Linked DNA regions of Mus musculus: all the other regions are linked to region 2. A link is a contact called in public promoter capture Hi-C data. All regions are on one chromosome and are shown on one strand. Each heading gives the region's core, a stretch centred on a gene start, on an enhancer-like site or on the middle of the called end of the contact. The rest is flanking DNA. Distances are from core to core; before and after follow the strand shown.

Evidence for each region. Promoter capture Hi-C pulls out the DNA fragments that hold promoters and counts their contacts.
Region 1: a promoter capture Hi-C map of pre-B cells shows a contact between it and region 2, with 4 times the contacts expected there. The contact joins the promoter of Nol8 here to the promoter of Zfp169 in region 2. A contact is called at or near these places in 4 of 39 promoter capture datasets (the HPC-7 cell line, liver and pre-B cells), 5 of 484 Hi-C or Micro-C datasets (CD4 T cells, CD8 T cells, cortical neurons and 1 more), 1 of 115 datasets of contacts at active chromatin or transcription factors (regulatory T cells) and 2 of 9 other capture datasets (adipose tissue and liver).
Region 3: a promoter capture Hi-C map of cranial neural crest shows a contact between it and region 2. The contact joins the promoter of Kif13a here to the promoter of Zfp169 in region 2. A contact is called at or near these places in 5 of 39 promoter capture datasets (3T3-L1-derived adipocytes, cranial neural crest, embryonic stem cells and 2 more).

The regions. Positions count from the first base shown.
Region 1 is chr13:49,651,675-49,654,374 of GRCm38.p6, reverse strand. It overlaps Nol8 (nucleolar protein 8), which reads right to left and starts at 1,297. Exons shown (of 17, transcript NM_001271397.1): 1 at 693-1,297; 2 at 1-28. The coding sequence starts at 729. It overlaps Cenpp (centromere protein P), which reads left to right and starts at 1,644. Exons shown (of 8, transcript NM_025495.3): 1 at 1,644-1,792. The coding sequence starts at 1,686.
Region 2 is chr13:48,512,118-48,514,817 of GRCm38.p6, reverse strand. Zfp169 (zinc finger protein 169) reads left to right here and starts at 1,382. Exons shown (of 5, transcript NM_026450.3): 1 at 1,382-1,523. A830005F24Rik (RIKEN cDNA A830005F24 gene) reads right to left here and starts at 1,248. Exons shown (of 2, transcript NR_165458.1): 1 at 1,189-1,248; 2 at 1-684.
Region 3 is chr13:46,928,356-46,931,055 of GRCm38.p6, reverse strand. It overlaps Kif13a (kinesin family member 13A), which reads left to right and starts at 1,338. Exons shown (of 38, transcript NM_010617.2): 1 at 1,338-1,489; 2 at 1,750-1,840. The coding sequence starts at 1,435.

The DNA.
Region 1 (2,700 bases), core at 48-2,547, 1.1 Mb before region 2:
TTGCCTTGCATGGATGTTGGGCATCTATCTGGAAAAGTTAATTTTGGACAGAAAAACAATTTAATAGTTTTCCAGAAATTTAACACAACTCTTTCCCCTGAAACTTCTGTGCCAACTTCATCTTATGAAGCTATGTCTCTTCATATGTATTGCTTTCAGATTTTATCAGTGGAGATTTTACAAAGGCCCTCCATCCACATTCTCAATGAACACACTTTGCAACTGCACCTAAGTACAGCACATCCACACATCTTCTCCCAGATGTTTTCTCTAAAACAACCACAGCTATTATATCTTATCCTTATTGATTTTTTATTCGAAGTACTGCCCTCCCCCATTCATTTCTACATTTTTACCTTAACATATACTGGCAAAAATAGTAAGCTAACGGATAAAAATAGCTTCATCCTGGAGCTCCAGTCATAACAAAGTCTGCAATTACAATAGTATGGCAAAATACAAGTGTCCCCTAAGCGCTGTTAAATCACAAAGACGGCAACTTAAGTTATACCTAAAATATGTTTCCCCACTGTGTGCCTGTATTGTTCAAAGCAGTCTGAGTGGATCTCATCGGTCAGGGGAGTAGGAGCGGTTACGGCTTTTCCCAGTGCCACTTAGAAAACAGTAGTGGTGACAGCAAGGATCATAATGAAGTCTAATTTTGGAACCCGGAATTGTTAACACTGTCCTACCAAGATTGCTGGAAACGTTTTCCAGAGGTCGCTCCATCTCGTTTAGCTCTCGGCGGATGTTCAGCTCTTACTCAAACCTTTCTCAAAAGTTGGCTGTCTCCTTCCAAGCGAGATCACTAAATAGCGGCAGAAGCCCAAAGCAAAGGCCAGCACTCTGGGAAAAAAACCTACAGTGTACCCCTTCTTGGTAGCCACCGCCCCATCCTTCCAGCCCTGCCCTCTCTCTTCGAGAAGCCCCTAAGGAAGGAGAGGAGAGGCTAAGCCCAATAGCCCATCACTTCTCACGAGCAAACACTCTTCCTCAGGGCGCTTGTCCGACTCAGCTCAAGCCCGGCGTAGCACTTAACGTCTAATAACACGTGCCGGCAAGTGCATTTTCCTTTCCTTCCTACAAAGTTTCCAACCCAATCTCCTAAGGTTCCGTTATCCCGCAGTTCCAGAGGGCTCTTTATTTCCTCCGCCTTCGCTTTTACTGACGTTCTGTTAGTTCTCCTCCACGTTGTAAAACTGACAGAGTGTGAGAAAGAAAAATAAAAATCGGTAATTCCTACAGAAAAGACACTCCGCCGCGTGGTTCCTGATTTCCGGTTCAAGTAGGCGGAAGTGAAGAAGCGGAACCAAAATAAAGAGACTCCTTTCCTCGTGCTTCCGAGAATCCGCCCCCTTCGGTGACGTAAGAGCTCGGCTGGCCCAGTGGCCGTTAGACGGGATGGGCGGCCGTTGGAGGGTGACGTGCAATTTGGAACGAACCAACTCGCAGAGGCGGCGGGGGTGTCTAGACGCTCGACGCGACATTTCGCGGGCCGTCAGGCTCGGGAACGTCGTCCGAGGCCGTGGGCGTGGACGCGCGACTCCCGGCAGCCTCTCCCCCCGTGAGCTCGAGAGTGGTCCGTTCCAGGAGCGCGCGCGCTCCTTGAAGTCTCCTGGCTGCCCGAGGCGCCCAGACTGCCATTCTCCGGGCTACTTCACCTTCAGGGTTCCACGTCGGTAGCCATGGATTCCGAGACCCGCGAACTGCGCGCCCTGGAGGCGGAGGTCGCAGCGCTGCAGCGAGAGTGCAGAATGCTGCAAAACGCTGGGGAGAAGGCGTCCGGAGCCTGGTACGTGGCTCGGGTCCATCCCTCCCAGCCCATGCCCTGTAGCACCCCGCGGACCTCTCAACCTTATGACAGTTCTGGACTCCGACTCCCTCACCCCCCCAAGACCCATGCTCAAGAACGTGGTGGGAGACGTCCTGAAATGTGAACTTGAATCAGTGTTCTGGGAGAACGATGACCTCATGAGTGTGTGAACGCTGCGTTTGGGGCTTATGACTTGATTATAATCAGCAGAAAATAGTTTCCTTAAGGGTTGTTTTCGCCCAGTTGATGAGAATCAAAGGGAAAATCTGGCTTTTCTTTAAGCAGTCTTTGCCTTCGGGAGAACAGCATCTAGATAGCTGGTTTTGTTTTGTTTTGTTTTTCTGGGTTTGGAGACATTGTTACTCTGTAGGTCAGGAACTGGCTCAATTTGATTTCAAACTCAAGAGTCTTCTATTCCGCAGCCCCCAACTCCCACACACAGTGTTGGAGTTATTACCTGAGCCACCATACTTGCTCTTGTCTAGTTGGGATTCCCTCCTTACTCTGGTTTCATGGATTTGTTTTTGTGACTCATCTAACGATGTAGTTAAGGGGCCCTGACCTTTTTTTTTTTTTTTTTTTTTTTTTTTTTTTTTTCTGCATTATGTTAGAAACATAAGGGTTGGGGGTATATAGCCCCAGGGCAGGGCAGCCTAGCATGGTCAAATTGGTATATATGGCTAATGCCTTCTATAGGAAACTGTGATAGTCTTCTGATTAGTTACTATTGTTAAGCCTTATTTAAAGGTAGTTGATCTGAGTGTTAAATAGTTAAATAGCTTGCCTAAGGTCCTAGAGAAATCCAAAGCCCAAGCATTGCCCATTCAAAGAGAGAAGGAAGGCTAGAACTAGCAGTAACTTAGTATCTTAAACATGGAAAAAAAATA
Region 2 (2,700 bases), core at 133-2,632:
AATTGAAAACTTGACATTCCATGTTTTTTGCCTTATCAAGTGTGGCGTGTATCCTAAGTATGCTCAAACTTAAAAAAAAATAAAATGAAGTTACTTGTAAACAATTTGATCTTTTCTAGGCTTAGTTTTGCATTTTCCTAGGTGAAACAAGAAAGGCTCGGGGGCCCCATCTTGTCTTCCTATCAAGATGAAACCATTTCCAGGTATTATGTACAACTCTGAAGGCTTTATGGCCTCATAGGAAGAGGTGTTGTTCCTCACCCCCTTTATTCCCACTGACATTTTTCCCGGGACTTTTCCCTGGGATGGCACAGCTGTGTGTCGCGTGCTGTCAGTGTTCGGTGAACGCCCGAGGAAGGAGCCACTGAACCTCTGTGGATTTCTCTGGTCCTTCGTACTGTCCTTTGAACTGAAGCTGCCTTGGTTTCCCCAGGGCCCCGGCTTCGTCTCAGGTTGACCTCCAGGTCTTGCTCGGGTCTCCCTTCTCTGTTCTGTGCCAGAACGGTTTCTCACCAGGGGAGTTCGCTGCTCACTTCGTTTATTGTCCACATCACTGATATTCCTCCATTGTTTCTGTGTGCAGTGCTTCCCCATCGGTTTCTTAGTCCATGTTGTCCTTTTAAAGCTTGTTTTATGTGGAAGACTGAATCTGGTCCCTGTTGACTTCTGCTGTTTGCCACCTCACTTTAAGAAGCAAATGGGAAATAATTTGAAAATACTGCTCACGTCAAATACTAGAAATACAATTGAAAATTCAAATTCAATTAAATTGAGTTCCGCTCAAATTCCTAGTCTTTTCGCAAAGATTTTTGTCTTTCTGTTACAACCAAGAAGTGTTTTTTTGTATGAGCAAAATAGTTTAAAACATTACACTATGAATATCTTCAAACTTAGTTTGCCCTTGTCTTTTTGTAATCATTTTTTAAAAAAAGTATTATTTTCAAGAAACAACACCCACAGTATCCACACATGCTGCAGTTTAAAACACACGACTCACAGGCACGTAAAAAAGAAAAAAAACAAAACAAACAAACAAACAAAAAACCAACCAAGATTGAATTGGCAGGAGGAAGGCATCTAGATAGCACATCTTTTTTAAAAGAATTGATTAATGAGCTTCCTTAGAAGTACGCAAAGATTACTTCGGTTTGGCTTTTCTGCTTTTTTTCTGTTTCTCTAAGATCTTACCCTGTTGTCTTGCAGTCAATGAAAGAGTCCGGCAGTGCTAGGGAGCCCCTCCTATAGTCTGAAGCTTCGGGTTGCAGCCAAGTCAGCATGGGGTGTCCTGCAGTACGCGGCATTCTGGGTATTGTAGTTCCCCCATCTCTAGCGCTGCGTGGGTAGTGAAGTGCGCGCGCGTCACCCCGGTCGGTGTACTTCCGCATCCTGCAGTCGTCACCTGTGCCTGTGGACGATTCTACTGCGGTTCTGGTGAGCGAAAGTGCAGACGTCCTCGGCTCTTGCAGATCCCTCCAGGCGGGGAAGAGTCCGGAGAGCTGGCGTGGGCCACCCACAAGGTTCAGGTGTCTGCCGCTGCTCCATCCTCGATGCGTGGAGTCTTTGGGAGTGGAATCAGCTTCTCTGCCCATCCCGGAGGAGGGTCTCGGTGAAGACCCTGGGATGGGGAGGGGGCCATGTGAGAACGGGGTTAGGGGTCCACTATCTTGTCCTAAACAAGCTACAGGTCAGTCTGGCCTGCTTCCCAGGCTATGACGCTGTAGGTGTGTCCCCTGTGTTAGTGCCAGGTCAGGGAGATTGGACCTGGGGCATCTAGATGTCACCTTTCCACCCCCGCTCTCTGTTGAGGTTTGTGAGGGATCAGAGCCATCCTCCACAGGAACAAATGTCTGAATTGGTGAGGACAGAAGTCTTGGGGAGCTGCACTCATCATGAATTTGGAAATACAGCTTGGTCGCTTGCCTTGCGGGGAAAACATACAGAATTGCCTGGCTGAATGCAACGGCAAAGACCAAGAGACTAGAGCTAGTCTTGAAGTTTGGAGTCTTGGTGTGTGACAAGGCTTGTGTGTGTGGTGTGTATGTGTGTGCGCGTGCGTGCCTGTGTGTATATGTGTGTAGGGGGGAGTGGGGGTGGCCTTTTTACACATTGTGGGCTAATGACCTTGTGTGGCTCCCTTGAGCTCTGGGATCTTCCAAGAGCCTGGAGTGATGTAATGGGAAGAGACATTTCCCCCATGACCCAGGGCTTGTTGGCTCCCTGAATTTCTGGCGGTGTAGCCTGGTTTCTCCTTTTCTCTTTAGTTCTCTGATCTATATATACAACTCATTTTGATTATATTCACCACTGAAAATTCTGTCCCCAGTCCACCTATCTTTGTGACCTATCTTTCTTTTTTGTTTCAAAACCCTTTAAGACTAACTTATGCTGAATTCAATATTCTTGAATATTTCATTGGATTGTTATTGGCTTACCTCGGGCTATATACTCTTAGAGAAACCCTTCTCCTCCTCTCCCAGCAGCTAGTAATTGCCGTAGCTTGGTACTAGGTATTTGGTGCCGAACTCTTGTCTCTGTGCTGAGATTTGTTCTGGTTTGGGCTTGCACGGGTCTTGTGCATGGTGTTGTAACTGCAGTGAGCTTGTATGTACAGTTGCCCTATTGTCTGTACTGGCTGGTTTTGTGTGTCAACTTGACACAGGCTGGAGTTATCACAGAGAAAGACGCTTCAGTTGGGAAGTG
Region 3 (2,700 bases), core at 89-2,588, 1.6 Mb after region 2:
ATGACCCTCCGAGGTGACCTGAGTTCGTTGGTCGCCAGAATCAAGGTGAGAGAGACTAAGGAACAGCAGCGGAAGCACTGCTTCAAGTCAGGCTTCCTGGGAGCCGGAGGTGTGACTCAGTGGTACAGCGGTAGACCGCATGTGCAAGTCAGTCGCATCACGGGGCACCAGTTGGTGACAGACGGAATCCCTCCTATTTAGACCACCTGCTACACGTGGTTTACCATAATAAGTATCTCTCCTCCCTCAGTGTGGCTTCTGGAGACCAGAGCCAGCGAAGTTGTTCCTGCTTGTGTGTGGTCTCTACAGTACGGCACGCAGTAAGCACCCCATAAAACTCCCCATAAAGCAGTTCGTGAATGAGTGAATTTGGACCTTCATGCCATAGTGAGATTCCCCACCGGATCCAAACTGTTAAGACTTGGAGCACTTTTCAAAAACGCCTTGGCACCACGGAAGCGCCGCCCTCAAGCACTTGTTGAACCAAACAGAGCAAATCCGCTTCCTTCGGTTCCGCCCAGGCTGGGAGGTCTGGCTTTGGCAAAAGCGCGGATCGCGCTGCTGTGCCTTTCTTACGTAAGAGTTAATGAACCCTCCCGGCCATCTAGATCCCTCCCATTACAAGGGCGCAAGGGAAAGAAAATGAGCGCCGTATTTACAAACACACGGTTTTGGTGGTCCATTGCAAATTCATGTCTAGCCTTGGCTCCCCACAAAGAGCTTCCAACACCGCGGCAAAGCTCGGTGTGGGGCGCCGAGGGGCGGTGCGCTGTGGATGTCAGTGGAGGCGGAAGGATAGCGTGGATTAGGCCTGCGCACCCGGCACCCTCTCCAATGCCCCCCAGACCGCCCCAGGGCCCCGGCTGTGAGGGTGACAGCGGCCCCTGAAGGTGACTCGAGCTCCAGGAGGTGTCTGTGACGTCCCCCGCAGGCTCAGGAACAGGGGAAGCCAGGGGCTCCTTCTCCAGGCCCAGCAGCCCGGAGCCCGAACGCCTTTGCAGAGCGTCCCTTCCCGTGTCCCGGCTGCCCTGAGGCCGGAGACGCTCGCCTTTGTAAAGCGCCCCTTCCCGGTCTGCAGCGGCCTTACAGCCCGGGCGCGGCCCCCGGAGCGGAAGATGGCGACGCTGCCCGGCTCCCGGCGGCCGCGAGGGGCCGCGGTGCTGCGCGCTCGGCCCGGCCCGAGCGGCTAGAGCGGCGCTTGGGCCCGCGGCCTCCTCCCGCTGCCGCGCCCCGCCCCGCGCCCGCCCCTCCCCGGGCCCGGCCGTGCCCCGCGTCGCGCTCCCCCGGGATGGCCCGCGCGCCTCGGCGCTGCGTCTCGGAGCTCTCGGCGGAGCGGCGGCGGCCGCGCTCGGGGGGCGCGCGGCTGCTGCTGCGGCGGCGGCGGCGGCGCGGCGCTTGAAGGGGCCGCGTCGGGCGGAGCAGCGCGCCGCCAACATGTCGGATACGAAGGTAAAAGTTGCCGTCCGGGTCCGGCCCATGAACCGAAGAGGTGAGCCGCTCTCCCCAGCTCCTTTTGCATTTCTGCTCCGGCCGAGGGCGGGGGGCAACTTTGCAAACTGCAGGGCGGCCGGGGATCGGGGACACCGGTGTGGCCCGGCGTGGCCCCGGGTGGAGGCGGCGCCCAGGCTCTGGCCGCGGCCACTATGTGCCCGGGGCGCCGTCTCCCTGCCTGCCCGGACTGAGCCACGCGCGCCGGCTGCGGCCGCGGATGCTCCACTTTGCAACATCACCCTGCCCCTGTGCTTTCAGAGCTGGAACTGAACACCAAGTGCGTGGTGGAGATGGAAGGGAACCAGACGGTCCTGCACCCTCCTCCTTCCAACACTAAGCAGGGAGAAAGGTAAATCCCATCCCGGCGGCTCCTGCCAAGTTTGAGCCCGGAAAAACCGAGTGCGCTCTCCCATTGTTAGCAAGGGTGGCTTCAAGTTTGTCCCACGCTCATGCGGAAAGCGGTTGCAAGTGCAGGGTCCCCTCCCCTCCTTGTGCCCATCACTTCTTGTCCCCTCTCATCCAGAGCGATGTCTCCCAGGCAGGGAACCCTGGCCAGAGTCAGCACTCTGGCTTCCAGGCTCCTAGAACGTGAAGGGACCGGATGGAGATGTGTAGCCCAGGCCACATCTTAACACCTAGGAAAGACGTTATCTGAAGCGTGCAAATGACCAATCCAAGGCCTTATTGATGGAGTTCAGCTCCAGCGATTCTTACGTTGTTTGCCCCTTTTCGCAGAACTGCTTAGGATGTTGTATATGAAATGGGGGCTGGGAGCCTAAGAAATCAAACACCCAAGTACAAGGCTAGGGTCATTTAAAATCTGTATGTAGGTTGTTGGAGGTGGTGAGTTGAGATGGTGTCTGAAAGTAATTCGGGAATTTTGATTTTCGAGGAAACAGACAGAGTGCTGATACGGAGCTGTTTAGACACTGGGATGGGGGAATGTTAAAAGGGGCTGCATTTTCTAGATGGCAAGGCATTTGCATTTGAAAAGTCCTGACTGTGGGATCCTTATTAATTCTACTGTGTTCCATGCAATGGTATGGGAAAACGCCCTAAAATAGTGTGAATATTTGGCATTTTTATGGTAAGCCCCTGAGAAGAAATTGGTTGGGATTCATTCGTTATGGCATTGTAGGACCTTATAAAAATAGAAAAGAAAACCGGGATTCCGATTCGGCTTGGAAATGAGTACGAGTTTGACCCTGA